Linked DNA regions of Mus musculus: region 2 is linked to region 1. The links are chromatin contacts, called in public HiChIP or PLAC-seq maps. All regions are on one chromosome and are shown on one strand. Each heading gives the region's core, a stretch centred on a gene start, on an enhancer-like site or on the middle of the called end of the contact. The rest is flanking DNA. Distances are from core to core; before and after follow the strand shown. Region 1 has its middle 31 kb from the start of Wdr4. Region 2 holds the start of Cbs (cystathionine beta-synthase).

Region 1 (6,752 bases), core at 1,181-3,680:
AAAGCCTATTGTTATTCCAGGCATTTGAAGAGGAACTGGCACCAACCTTTACCCCCTTTTGCAAAAACGCAGAGGAGACAGAAGCCCTTCTCAATTACTCTATGAATTAGTGTTGCTTCACATCAGAGAGACAATAAATGTCCATGTAGAAATCCTTAGCTAAAGACTAGCAACACTTTTATTGATTCTCTGAGAGTTTCCCATCATGTACTCAATCGCAATCCCTCCCATGTCCACCCTGCCTTGTGACTTCCCCCTACCCCCAAAGAAGCAACAAATAAAAAGAAATAAGAAACAAACGAGTTCACTTTGTTTTAACTGCATACTCTCTGGAGGGTGGTTAGACTCCCGTGGCCTGCTCCTAAGATAGAACTGTGTCCTCCGTTCCCACGCCTCCACCAGGAACCATCAATTGTGAAGAGCCACTCTTTGGCATCTTCTTCATTCTTTTGTTTGTTTGTTTTGCCATTTTAGACAGGGTTTCTCTGTGGAGCCCTGGCTGTCCTGAACTCGATTGTAGACCAGGTTGTCCTCGAACTCACAGAGATCCACCTGTCTCTGCCTCCTGAGTGATGGAATTAAAGGCGTGAACCACTACACCCACCTGGCTCATCACTCTCTTAATTTTAAGAGTTCTCTTTGGTGGCTTCCTGCTAAACTGTTACTTTTGTAGGAATAGGGGAGGGGTGGGGCTGGGGTGGGGGAGGGTGAGATAGAACCCCTCCTTAAGCTGCTTTGCCAGGCATTTTGTCACAGCAGTGAGACATAACCGGTACAATGATATGATCGCCCGTGCTGGAAGTCCCAAAGAGTCCGCAAACCCTATGAAACAAAACAGCACAACAAAACCAAAACTTTATCCCTTCCCCAAACGTGTCAGCTTAGTAAGTCAACAGGACACCAGAGAAACGACACAAGTCAGTTATGTTTCTACCAATGAGCATGTGGACAATTGCCAGTTACGGTCTGGGTAATTGTTACATGTCTAGCCTGCCATTTTGTGCTTTTACTAATGGCATAAGGAAACTTTCTCAATACCCTGTTACTAGAATTTTCTGGGCTTTGTGCTTTGTTCTGTGATTGGTTCTTGGAAACCAATCACAACAGAAGTCAGTTAGAACTGGCGCACACCTTTAATCCCAGCACTTGGGAGGCAGAGGCAGGCGAATTTCTGAGTTTGAGGCCAGCGTGGTCTACAGAGTGAGTTCCAGGACAGCCAGGGCTATGCAGAGAAACCCTGTCTCGAAAAACCAAAAGGGAAAAAAACCTGCTTTGTATAATTAGCCACAATAAGCTTGGACCCAAACCAACCACGAGGTAGCACTTCCTGCACCTGTGTATGAACTTTTATTGTATACGCTGCCCCTGGGATGCACCCCAACATAAGAGAGACATCCGCACCAATATAAGAAACTATTTGGAAAAAAGACTTCCATTTTGAGTAGTGGTTGAGTAAAGTTTAAGTTCCCAAGACCTCCCTGGGAACTGACATCCTACTTGGCAGAGAGAGTCATGTATGTGGATAACTGACATCCTGGTTGACAAGTTAAGACATGAATGTAGACAAGGCAAGACCCCTGTCACGTTGAATAGCCCAATCAATGGGAGCAGGATAAGTGTACAGCAAAGATATGTTCCTAAGATAATCCCTTATCCCTAAATCCCGATTGGTGGAATAACACGGCACAGATGTTTGTAGACTTGACTGAGATGGGTGTTCATGTGGTTTGTGAGATGACTCCTGGACCCCAATAGCCTTAAAGGTATATTAGCATATCTCTTCACTCAGGAAAAATAAATATTGAAGTGTAAACCGACAAAGCATGTCTGGACTAGAGACTTAAAAAGTAGAAATAATAATGAAAAAAATAAATATCTAAATGAAAGCAGAGACATACCTTGTTCCTGGGTTGGAAGATCCAGTTTTTCAAGGATGTCAATTCACTCTAAGTTGAAATATACATTTAATTAAATGTCTATGAAGACACAACAAAATTACTGTAACTGTCTTCAGGCACACCAGAAGAAAGAGGGCATCAGATCCCATTATAAACGGCTGTGAGCCACCATGTAGTTGCTGGGAATTGAACTCAGGACCTCTGGAAGAGCAGTCAGTGCTCTTACTCATTGAGCCCTCTCTCCATCTAGCCCCACAACAAAATTTTATAAACACAGGCAAGATAATTCTGAAATACAGGAAGACTGCAATGGTCACTACTGATTGTTAACTTGATAGGGTGTAGAATTATCTGTGAGACAAGTCTCCCGGTTTGCTTATGCAGGGTTATATTATGTTCGATGAGGTGGGACGATTCACCCTAAGGAGTGGGCGGCTCTGCTCCCTGATGGGGAGCCTGGACCCATCAAAATGGAGAAAGTGAGGTGAGCGGAACAGTAGCAGCCGTCACTCTCTGCTCTCTGACTGCATCTGCAGTTGTGACCGGCTGACTCATGTTTCCCTTGTCTCCACCTCCTTACCCAGTCAGTATAAAACTTAGTCTGTATAAAACCTGAAGTTGTTTTTGTCAAAACATTGTATCACAGAGACAGCAGTAAAGACTAGTGCTAGGTAAAGAAGGAGGGGCTGGAGAGAGAGCTTGGTGGTTCAGAACATTGGCAGCAATTCCAGATGGCCTGCATTTGATCTCTAGAACCCATTTGGTAGCTCACAACGGCCCTAACTCCCATGTGAGGGGGCGTCTAGTGTCCTTCTTCTGGCTTCCTTGAGCACTGCACTTACTAGTTTGCAGACCTCCATGCAGGCAAAACACCATCTCAGTTAGGGTTTTATTGCTACAATGAAACACCATGACCAAAAGCAACTTCGGGAGGAAAGGGTTTGTTTACACTTCCATAGCACTGTGTATCATGGAAGGCAGTCAGGACAGGGACTCACACAGGGCAGGAACCCGGGGGCAGGAGCTGATGCGGAGGCTTACTGGCTTTGTCTACATGGCTTGCTCAGCTTGCTTTCTTATAGAACCCAGGACCACCAGCCCAGGATGTGTGGGGCCCTACCCCATCAATCACTAATTACAAAAAGGCCCTACAGGCGTGATTACAGCTCAGTCTTATTGGGGGCATTTTCTCCAATGAAGCTCTCTTCCCTCTGATAACCCTAGCTTGGGTCAAGTTGACATAAAACTAAACAGGCCACACTCATACAAGTAAAAATAAAAAAACGTCTTTTTAAAAAGAGGGCGAAATAACTAAAAGCTTTTTTGAAAAGAGAAAGCAACATGGGAGGAATTAGGTTACCTAACTTAAAGAGCTATTGTCTTGTTGTAACAAAGTTGTGTGATCCTGGTAGATAGAAGTCAATGAGCGGGTTTCCGTAGTGTAGTGTAGTGTAGTGTAGTGTAGTGTAGTGTAGTGTAGTGGTAATCACGTTTGCCTAACATGAGAAATGTCCCCGGTTCAAAACCAGACAGAAACAAAGGTTGTTTGTTGGGCTGGTGTCACTGGGGCTGGAGAGAGAAGAAAAAGTGTCTGAAGACAGCTACAGTGTACTTACATATAATAATAAATCTTTAAAAAAAATCAATGAATGGAAAAGAGCCAGAAAAATCCAGATACAGACGACCACAGGTATGTTCCACTGGCTTCTGAGAAAACAGTACAGGCAATTCCTGTTTTAGTTATATTCATAACTTTGTGATACGCCACCCTGAACAGGGCAACTTATAAAAGAAGGCATTTAACTGTGTTCATGGATGCAGAGAATTAGAGTGACTGCCGTGACTGGTATTTCCACTGAGGAGGAGAGCTTGCCTATAGGCAGTGGGTGGGTGACACACAGAGGCCTCTCCTGCCTGGCTTCTCTCCAGGTGGCACACTCTGCTCAGAATTTATCAGAGAGGACTGTCTGTCTGTCTGTCTGTCATGAGTGTTACCTCCTTAGCGCTGGACACCGGCTGGTGACAGGTGTCCCTGCATACTAACCTGTAGCGGTAACCATCTCCACAGACTGGTGAGCAATCTGTTGCTCATCATATCTTCTGCATGCTCACTGGCAGGCACATCTGGTGTGCTTTGGATTTTTGTTGTTAAAAATTAACTTTAAATAAGGATAATGATGACGATGACAAAACCAAACAGGAAGCCTTGAGTTCTCATTGCCACAAATCATCAGACATTGCACAGCCTAGCTCTCCACCGTACGTGTCCTCCCTGTTCCTGAAGGTCACCCAGATCATCTTTACTTTCATTGTGTCGGCTGGCAGGTCTATAAAACTGCTGGATGCTGGACATCTTCCTCTCTCTAAGCTCCCTTGCTGTCAGCTGTGAGCAAGGTCAGGGAGGTGACATGTGCATGCATGTCCATGAGTGGACATACATGGGCACTTATGTACATGTTTGATACATACCTATAGGAACAGTCTTCTGCCCAGTGATATTTGCAATGTGATTTTTGTCTCCTATGTGACTGTGTAGGTGAGTGATCTCAGATGTCCACCTCCTTCCCTCCCTCCCTCCCTCCCTCCCTCCCTCCCTCCCTCCCTCCCTTCCTTCCTTCCTTCCTTCCTTCCTTCCTTCCTTCCTTCCTTCAGCTCCTAAGAAGTCGTACCCATGAAAATCATCCCTGAAGGTCAGGATCTAGGAAGTTTGTTTGATTTTGTTTTTGTTTTTAAGCTTGATTTTTTTTTTAATGTGAGTACACTCTCACTGTCTTCAGACACACCAGAAGAGGGCATCAGGTCCCCATTACAGATGGTTGTGAGCCACCATGTAGTTACTGGGATTTGAACTCAGGACCTCTGGACGAGCAATCAGTGCTCTTAACCACTGAGCCATCTCTCCAGCCCTGTTTTTGTTTTGAGACAGGGTTTCTCTGTGTGTCCCTGGCTGACCTGGGACTCTCTTTAGGTGGGCCTCAAACTCAGAGATCCACCTGCCTCGGCCTCCCAAGTGCTGAGATTAAAGGAGTGTGCTTCCTGGTTTCCTGGGAAGTGGTTTTTGCAGGGCACCTGCCTACATGAGCAATTTGGATCACCCACAATCAGGATGTAACACTGTGATAGGGGCCCTATATCCTGTGGGTCCAGGAGAAACTGTGTGGAGTAGTTGGTATCTATGCTGACATCTGAGGGGTGGGGGTGGGGGAGACCTGGAGTTCCTGGCTGACTCTGAGATGTGAGGCAGGTCACAGGGCAGTTCCAACGACCGAGGCAGGAAGGAGCCCAGGTAGGACTCTCACCCATTAACCTGGCCAATTCCACATATCTTAGGCATGGCAATGAGACTTAGCATGAACCAGGAGATCCTAGGATGCAGCCCAAACTTCCCACACACGGAGCTCATGGGTGCACCCAGTGCTAGGGGGAGCAGCACAGACAAGGAGAAGACCCATCAGTGACGTTGGTAGTGTGAGGTCTTCAGAAGGGCTGGGACTTACAGCTGGGGAGTAAAAATCCCGGCCTCAGCCCAGGAACAAGGTTGGGTCACCTTAGAGTACACTGAAGGACAATAAGACCAGGAAGGGGAGGGGGGCCCAGGAGGAGGGGTGAGGCTGGATCAAAAGCTTTCAGACAGATGGTTAGGGAAGGCCTTACATCAGGTATTGGAGGAGAGTGGAGACAGAGCGTCCTTCCCCCATCTAGGATGAACTTTATCCAGGCAAGGAGATGGTGTGAGGAGATGCAGGCTAGGCCGGATGATGGGAGTGTCCTGCGTTATCCACAAAGCACTGAGTTCCATTCCCCGGGGGGGCAGGGCATGAGGGAGAGGGACTGAGAGATGGGGAAGAGAAGGAGGGAAGGGGAGCCGGAGGCAGAAGCAGCCCAGGGGAGCAGTCACTTGAAGCCACCCAGAAATGTTTTTTTATCTGGAGCTTCACAGATGCAACTGACCTTTGACCCAGAGTCTGGAACTCTGGGAGTGAACTTTCTAGGGGAGAGGAGGCTGCTGCAGCTGCACAAAGACAGCAGAGGTCGGAAGCAGCAATTTTGTGTCACCTTTGGACAGGTGCTCATTGCCCCTATACACCGTGCAGGGATAGAGCACAGCAGACAGGCTTCCTCCCAGTTCCCAGGCAGGAAGCCAGGTGTCTGGGTGGTCTGCTGCAGCAGGCTCTTGAGGGCCAGAAACGCATCTGTCTTCCCCCGGGGTGAAGAACACGCAGGATTCTGTGTCTCTTTCGTCAGGTGCTACACTCAGTCATTGGACTCCATACCCATGACCTCTTAGTGCCATGCTGGGGCACCAGAACATCCCAGACTGTCGGTTATGAAAATATAACAATAACCACGAGGTTCTGAGTTCAGAAAATAAAGAGCCCCTGTGATCGATAAAGATGGTCCCACGAGGAAAATGAACAAAGGTTTGGTTTCACTGAAGAGGAAAGCTATATGGGCAGTGAACAAACAAAAACTTAGAAAAGGTACAGACCCCATCGCCATCTGCAGTATGCAAATTAAGGGGTGGAGCATCCTCCTTCATAAGGCATGCTGGGAAGCCAGAGGTATGACTAAAGACTATGGGGAAGGGTGGCCCGAGTCCTGCCCAACAAGCTAGAGACTAATTTATCTGAGAAGTGAGCAGGGACGGCTCAGAGAGCTCTGTGGTGGCATAATTAGAGTCTGGTGATGGCGGAAGACTAGCACCGTAAGTTTGTTAGCTGAATGGTTTAAGAGTTGCTTGTGGGGGCTGGAGAGATGGCTCCAGTGGTTAAGAGCACTGACTGCTCTTCCAGAGGTCCTGAGTTCAATTTCCAGCAACCACATGGTGGCTCACAACCATCTGTAATGGGATCT
Region 2 (6,752 bases), core at 3,010-5,509, 150 kb before region 1:
GCCCCTCCGTGTCGTGTGCCTCACGACAAACACGTGTTAGACGGCAGAACTTCTCCTTTCGAGCTTTTGAGCACAACTCCCAGAGCAAGCAGACACCCCGCTGTGGAGGCCCGGCGTCCAGCCGAGCTTGGCGGAGCCAGAGTGGGGGTGGAGAGGGGAAGGGGTGTGGGGGGGCGGGGTGAGTGGGAGGCCGTTCTGCGGCCCAGGATTGGCGGGTGTCGGCCCTCCGCCCCCCGGCGCCGGGCCAATCGCCGAAGCCTGTTGTGTGTGGCTGGGTTGGTTCTAGACCCGCCACCCTTCCCTGGGATCTGAGCTGGGATCCTGTCCGAGCGTGCTCTCCATCCTAGCACAGGCCGAGCCGTTTTCCCGCGTCCGAGTCTAGGTGAGCTCCGGCCGCACTGACTCCCACGCCGCGCACACAGCGAGATCCTCGCTGCGGTTCGGTAGCCCGCGGGCACTCCCCATCCCTGGGCACGGACTTGGCTTCCTCTGTACCTGGACGCGCAGCTCGTGAGCCCGGTGCCTGACGCGCAGCTCGCTAAGGTCCCCGTGCTCCCACCGGGGCGTCCTGACTTGTCCCTCCACCTCGATGCCACCTGCGTCCATTGCCCTCTTCCCGCTAGTATCGACCTCCCCGCAGCCCTATGCTGAGCACCCACGTGGCCTCAGGTCCCACGACTGCTAGTCTCTGAACGTGGAGCCGGGTTCTAGGGTGACGCGCTAGAGACAAAACTGGGTCATCGATTTCCCCAGTTTTGGATGGAGACCGCTGTTTCGCAAATTGTTCTTTGGGGCACTGGTGCCGGGGTGAGGGTAAATATTGAAGTAGTGTCGTGCGGGGTGGCGGAGTCGTGGGAGAGCGGGTTCTCCTCCTTGTGCGGGACCCAGTTGGGGCGGGGGAGGGCGCGAGACCTAGGGCTGTACACCTGCGGAGAGTTTCCCACGTCACTGCCACACACTGATCGAGTGGCCAGGCGGTCTGTGCGGGAGCGTCATAGTCCTAGGAAAACCCCACTGGAAGAGCGGCCTCTCCGTGTGAGTAGGGAGGGAAGCAGGATACCCTGGGCCACATTCGCCAAGTTTGGGTTCGGGTTGTTCTATGGCTTCCCGTTCCACGAGGACGCTTAAGTGATGGCACTGGGAGAACTGCGCCTGCCATGGGTTTTGGAGAGTTCTACAGCCCGGGTCGCCTAGCAAGAGGACTTTTTAGAGGGCTCTTTTGTTTGTTTGTTTGCTTGTTTGCTTGCTTGCTTGTTTTTCGAGACAGGGTTTCTCTGAATAGCCCTGGCACTCACTTTGTAGACCAGGCTGGCCTCGCCTCGAACTCAGAAATCCACCTGCCTCTGCCTCCGGAGTGCGAGTGCTGAGATTAAGGCGTGCGCCACCTCTCCCGGTTTAGAGAGGGCTCTTGAACCTAAGGAGAGAAGCACCTGTCTAGGCCACCGCCTGGGCGCATGCGTTTTGATGTTAGTTGCTCCTCCCCCACCAAGGGAATGAATAAGATGGGCCAGTGCCAGGTAGGCTCCTGACGTCATTTTAGAGTGCTAGATCACATCTAGAATACTTAGAACACCTAGTTGTTCATGTTAGGCAAACAGAAGTTTGGGGATATGGAGAGATGGCTCAGTGGTTAAGAGCCCTTGGAGTTCTTGCAGAAGCCACTAGTGGCTCACAATCATCTGTACCTACATTTCCAGGGGATCTGACTCTCTCTTCTAGCCTCCAAGAGCAGCAGGCACACACACGCGGTGCACATACATACATGCAAGCAAAACATCCCCATACATATTAGTAAATCTAAAAGATGTATTTATTTATTGGTTGGTTGGTTGTTTGAGACAGGATCTCTACATAGCCCTGGCTGTCCTGGAACTTACTAGGTAGACTAAGCTGGCCTTGAACTCATAAAGAGTCACCTGCCTCTGCCTCCTAGGCTGGGATTAAAGGTATGCACAATGACACCCAGCTTTAAAATAAAATTTTTTTCAAGCTGTGATGCCTCATTCTTCATGGAATAACAAGAAAATGTGTACATGTTGTGTGCACACACATTTTTTTCTTGGCACTGGGCCTGGCACTTGACAACTGCCATATCTCCTCCCACCAAGCTACACATCCAACCGCTAAATAACTTTAATCTGCAATTTAGTCTGATGTGCAAAAATGGCCAACATGGAGGGGGTGCCTTTCCACTTTGTCCACAGAATTGTGCAACTTCTGTTGTCTATACAAGGCTTTGGCTTGTGTTAAATGTCACTTCGACACAGGTTAGAATCATCCGAGAAGGGGTCTCAACAGACAGACTGCCTAGATCTCATTGGCCCGGGGGCCATGTCTGTAGAAAATTGACTTGCTCATTAATTGATGCGGAAGTAGCCAGTCCTGTGGGCTGCACTCTTCTCTAGGCAGGGAGTCCTGAACAGTGTAAGCTCGGGGAAGGCTAGACAGAGGAGGCAGCATGGGTTCCTTTCTTTCTCTTGGTGTTAACTGTGGAAACAATGTGACCAGCTGCCTTCCTGAGCTACAGTTCCTTCCCTCACTTCCTGGAACTGTAATTGAAATAAATCCTTTCTCCCCGCAGTTGCTTTTGGTCAGTATGTTTGTTGTTGTTGTTATTGTTGTTTTAATCACAACTACAGAATGAAAAATAGGACCAGACTCATATTTTTTAAAGATTTATTTATTTATTTATTTATTTATTTATTTATTTATTTATTATATGTAAGTACACTGTAGCTGTCTTCAGACACTCCAGAAGAGGAGTCAGATCTCGTTAAGGATAGTTGTGAGCCACCATGTGGTTGCTGGGATTTCAACTCAGGACCTTCGGAAGAGCAGTTGGTGTTCTTACCTGCTGAGCCATCTCACCAGCCCCCAGACTCATGTTTTTTCATCATCTCCAAAGTCCCTGTGCATTCAACAATTACTGTCTCTGTTGGCATTTTATCTAGGCTCCACCCCACCTTACCTGACAACAGCCAGGTGTGCCTGACTCACTATAAAAGGAGCTGCTGGGGCCCCTCCTTTCTCTTGCTCTTCTCTTCCCTCTCTACCCCCTCCTTCCCCTTCCCCCCCCCCATGTGCTCATGGCTGGCCTCTACTCCTCTACTTTCTCCCCTCCCTTCTTTGTCTTTACTACCCCCTCAAGTCCCCTCCCTATACCCTAAATAAACTCTATTCTATACTATACCATCATGTGGCTGGTCCCTCAGGGGGAAGGGATGCCTCAGCATGGGCTCGCAGAGGCACCCTCTTCCCCCACATCATACCGTGCCTCTACCAAACATATCTCTGGCTTCTTTTTTGATAAAACACAACCATCTCTCCTGCCTTTCTTCAGTGTCCTCTCACTGTATTCCTATTGGCTTACCTGTTCTGGGTCCCTCACGGATGTGAAAACATAGGACAGTTGATTATTCTGTGCACTTTGTATAAATGACATCTCAGGTATGATTGGCTCCTTTCATTGAACACTCTGTCCATCCCTTAAAAAAAAGGTTGATTTATCTGTGTGTATGTCTGAGTACAGATCTCCAGTGCTCATGATTGTAAAGCGAGCACTTTCGATTGCTGAGCCATCTCTACAGCCCCCATCTGTTTCTCTCTTTTTTTTTTTTTTTTGAGTTATGAAAATACATGGTTTTTTTTTTTAATTAGGTATTTTCCTCGTTTACATTTTCAATGCTATCCCAAAGGTCCCCCATACCCACCCCCCCCAATCCCTTACCCACCCACTCCCCCTTTTTGGCCCTGGCGTTCCCCTGTACTGGGGCATATAAAGTTTGCAAGTCCAATGGGCCTCTATTTGCAGTGATGGCCGACTAGGCCATCTTTTGATACATATGCAGCTAAAGACAAGAGCTCTCGGGTACTGGTTAGTTCATATTGTTGTTCCACCTATAGGGTTGCAGTTCCCTTTAGCTCCTTGGGTAATTTCTCTAGCTCCTCCATTGGGGGCCGTGTGATCCATCCAATAGCTGACTGTGATCATCCACTTCTGTGTTTTCTAGGCCCTGGCATAGTCTCACAAGAGAGAGCTATATCTGGGTCCTTTCAGCAAAATCTTGCTAGTCCATCTGTTTCTCTTTGTGGCTGGATAGTATTCTGTCGCATGGACGGGACACATTTTTGTACCTCCATTCATCAGTGACTTAGGATAATAGTCACCTTTTGGCTGAGACAGCCATGAGAATGGGCATTGTAAACATCCATTTTTGTGTGTTTTGGATCTCTGCCTTGGGATTCAATTGCTGCGTCAGATGGTAGTTTATGTTTAACCTTCTGAAAGGAACCCAAACCATTTCCCACAGCAGCTGGAACCTGCTCCTTTTCTCCCATCCTTGCTGAGTTTGTTTGAGTGGAGCCAACACTCCCAGAGGGGACTCAAGAGCCAACGACTTAACACGACAGGTCTTCGCTCCCTCTGAAAATCCCAGCATGCCTTCAGGGACATCCCAGTGTGAAGATGGCTCTGCTGGGGGCTTCCAGCACTTGGACATGCACTCAGAAAAGAGACAACTGGAGAAGGGCCCCTCAGGGGACAAGGATCGAGTCTGGATCCGGCCTGATACCCCAAGCAGATGTACCTGGCAGCTGGGCAGGGCCATGGCGGACTCCCCACATTATCACACAGTGCTGTAAGTCTCTGTCTATGATCCCAAGATGGTGGGTTTATTTCCTTGGGTGGGGGAGGGGTGTGGAGGCCATACCTATAATTACTGTGGGGGCGGGGCAGGGGTAGCAACTGTGAAGGCAAAGCTAAGAAAGGTGATTCTTTGGTACTGCAGCTTACATATACTGGTGTTTGGCTCTGGTGGGCTTCTTTTATGGTTGGGCAAAGACTGTCCTTAGCACTGATAGATAATAGGAACCATCCCCCCTTTTTTTGGGGGGGGGGTGTGTTGAGACAGGGTTTCTCTGCGTAGCCCTGGCTGTCCTGGAACTCACTGTGTAGACCAGGCTGGTCTTGAACTCAGAAATCCATCTGCCTCTGCCTCCCAAGTGCTGAGATTTAAGGCATGCACCACCACGCTATAGAAGCCATTCCATGTACATTCAGTCGGTAGTTGGCTTAGGAACATGCACAGTGTCCCACCCTGTTCTAAAGCACCCAGGTTGGAGCCCTGCACGTTCCCACCCTGTTGTAAAAAGCTTTTAGGATTGTCTTCATTGCCTTAGTCTAATGTCTTCAAGATCAAACAAGTAGGTGAAAGCATTTGTGTTTTACATCCTTGAAGTCCGGTTCCCTGTGCGTGGCCACTAGCATTTACTGTTATTGGTTCAGAGAAGTCTGGAGACAGGTGGGAGCACTCAGATGAATTCTTGCCAGGACGACACAGCAGGGGGTAAGAGCCCTGTGGCTCCACCCCACCCCCACCACACCCCCCAAGGGCTCCCAAGAGCCTGGGAACTGCTTGTTCAAAGATGTGTGCATGCTACACACATCAGCCTTAAGGGCAGGTTTGTCCTCAGCTGATCAGCCCTGCTTTGGTAGAAGTCATTGGAAGCACAGAGAGGGACCCCTAGGGAAGGCTCCTGCACTCCATGGGGAGGCGCTGGCTCAGGGCACTGGTATGGGGGCAGATATGGACACAAGGAAAGATGGGACGGGTTGATGAGGGCAAGACAAACCAGCCACTTCCAGAGGCTCTTGATGTGGTTGGTGGCTGTAGAGTGAGGAACAGGTAGGCTTCAGGCAGCTCTGTCGAGGAAATGGGGTTTCTGAGGTCCCGTAGAGCTGCCCTTCTGTGCTGGCAAAGTACGGGCAGTTGATTAGAACCATCACCTGAACAAACACCTGATAACTTTCAGAGTGAGCACACCTGACCCTGTATCCTAAAGCTGTCCCTGCCTGGCCTCCCTGGGGTTCAGGTCAAGCGATCTTGGCCTTGGCTCAGCCTATCCTCACTTTCCTGAGTCCAACCAAGGACAGCAGGGAAGGGAATTCGTCCAGCTCTTCCCCAGGATGTGACTCTGCCTCTCTGGAAGACCTGGTTGAGTCCAACTTGTTGCTGCCTGTTGGTGGTGGTGGTGGTGGTGGGGGGGGGGGGGCTCAGACAGCTTCTCCTTCCACCCTGGCACTTCAGGTTCTTAACTCCTCCCCTGACCGGGGGCCAAAGGTGACCGAGGCTTCTATTTCATCAGTTTGGCTCCAGTGTGAGAAGCCTAGGGCAGGGAAGGCAGGAAGCCAGGGACCAGCATCCTGGCAAAACCTTGAAGTCTTGCTGTGGGGCGCAGATCCCTAAGCAGGGTTGATGAGTTCAACCCAGGATGGGAGTGTGTGGGTGTGCAGCCACTCTGGAGCCTGCGGATAGAGAGCCATGGAGAGACTGCTCTGGAAACCGTACTGGTGACACTGTGCTATCATTGAAATGCTGCAGAGCAGCCCTGCAGCCACAAGCTTGACCTGTCACAGGCTTGTAGCCCTGGGCCTTTTGTTTCTTGGCATCACTTCTGCCTTGCTGGCCCAATAATGCCAGGCTTCTGGGGACTCTGGGAGCATGATACCCGAGGACCTACCCCTGCGAGGGAGGCACTTCAGTTATTCAGAGACCTGAATGGAAAGCAATTGGGGTATTCTGGAGTCTGAGGGATCAGAGGGTTAAATTTTCCAAGCAAGATAGGCTGGGTCTATTGTCTCCAAGTCAGGGTTTGTTTGTTATTGAGGTGAGATCTTGTTTTAGACCCTAGATTGGCCTGGGTCATGAACTTAGAGCAATCCTCCTGCCTCAGCCTCCCCAAGTACTAGGATT

What was found. HiChIP or PLAC-seq counts read pairs in DNA pulled down with a chosen protein or histone mark.
Region 2: a contact with region 1 is called in a FOXA1 HiChIP or PLAC-seq map of pancreatic cancer cells. The contact joins two enhancer-like sites. A contact is called at or near these places in 1 of 39 promoter capture datasets (maxillary cranial neural crest), 2 of 115 datasets of contacts at active chromatin or transcription factors (embryonic stem cells and pancreatic cancer cells) and 3 of 9 other capture datasets (adipose tissue, liver and pancreatic islet).

What each region holds. Positions count from the first base shown.
Region 1 is chr17:31,478,514-31,485,265 of GRCm38.p6, reverse strand. No RefSeq gene overlaps it. Among named protein-coding and RNA genes, the nearest start is that of Wdr4, 31 kb to the left of the region's middle. Within about 2 kb of position 2,430, at least 16 of the 459 cell types and tissues checked have an H3K27ac peak or open chromatin away from gene starts, as enhancers often do. A contact at or near this core is called in pancreatic cancer cells and pancreatic islet, where this site is marked.
Region 2 is chr17:31,630,713-31,637,464 of GRCm38.p6, reverse strand. It overlaps Cbs (cystathionine beta-synthase), which reads left to right and starts at 260. Exons shown (of 17, transcript NM_144855.3): 1 at 260-382; 2 at 4,311-4,637. The coding sequence starts at 4,438. Within about 2 kb of position 4,259, at least 14 of the 459 cell types and tissues checked have an H3K27ac peak or open chromatin away from gene starts, as enhancers often do. A contact at or near this core is called in pancreatic cancer cells and pancreatic islet, where this site is marked.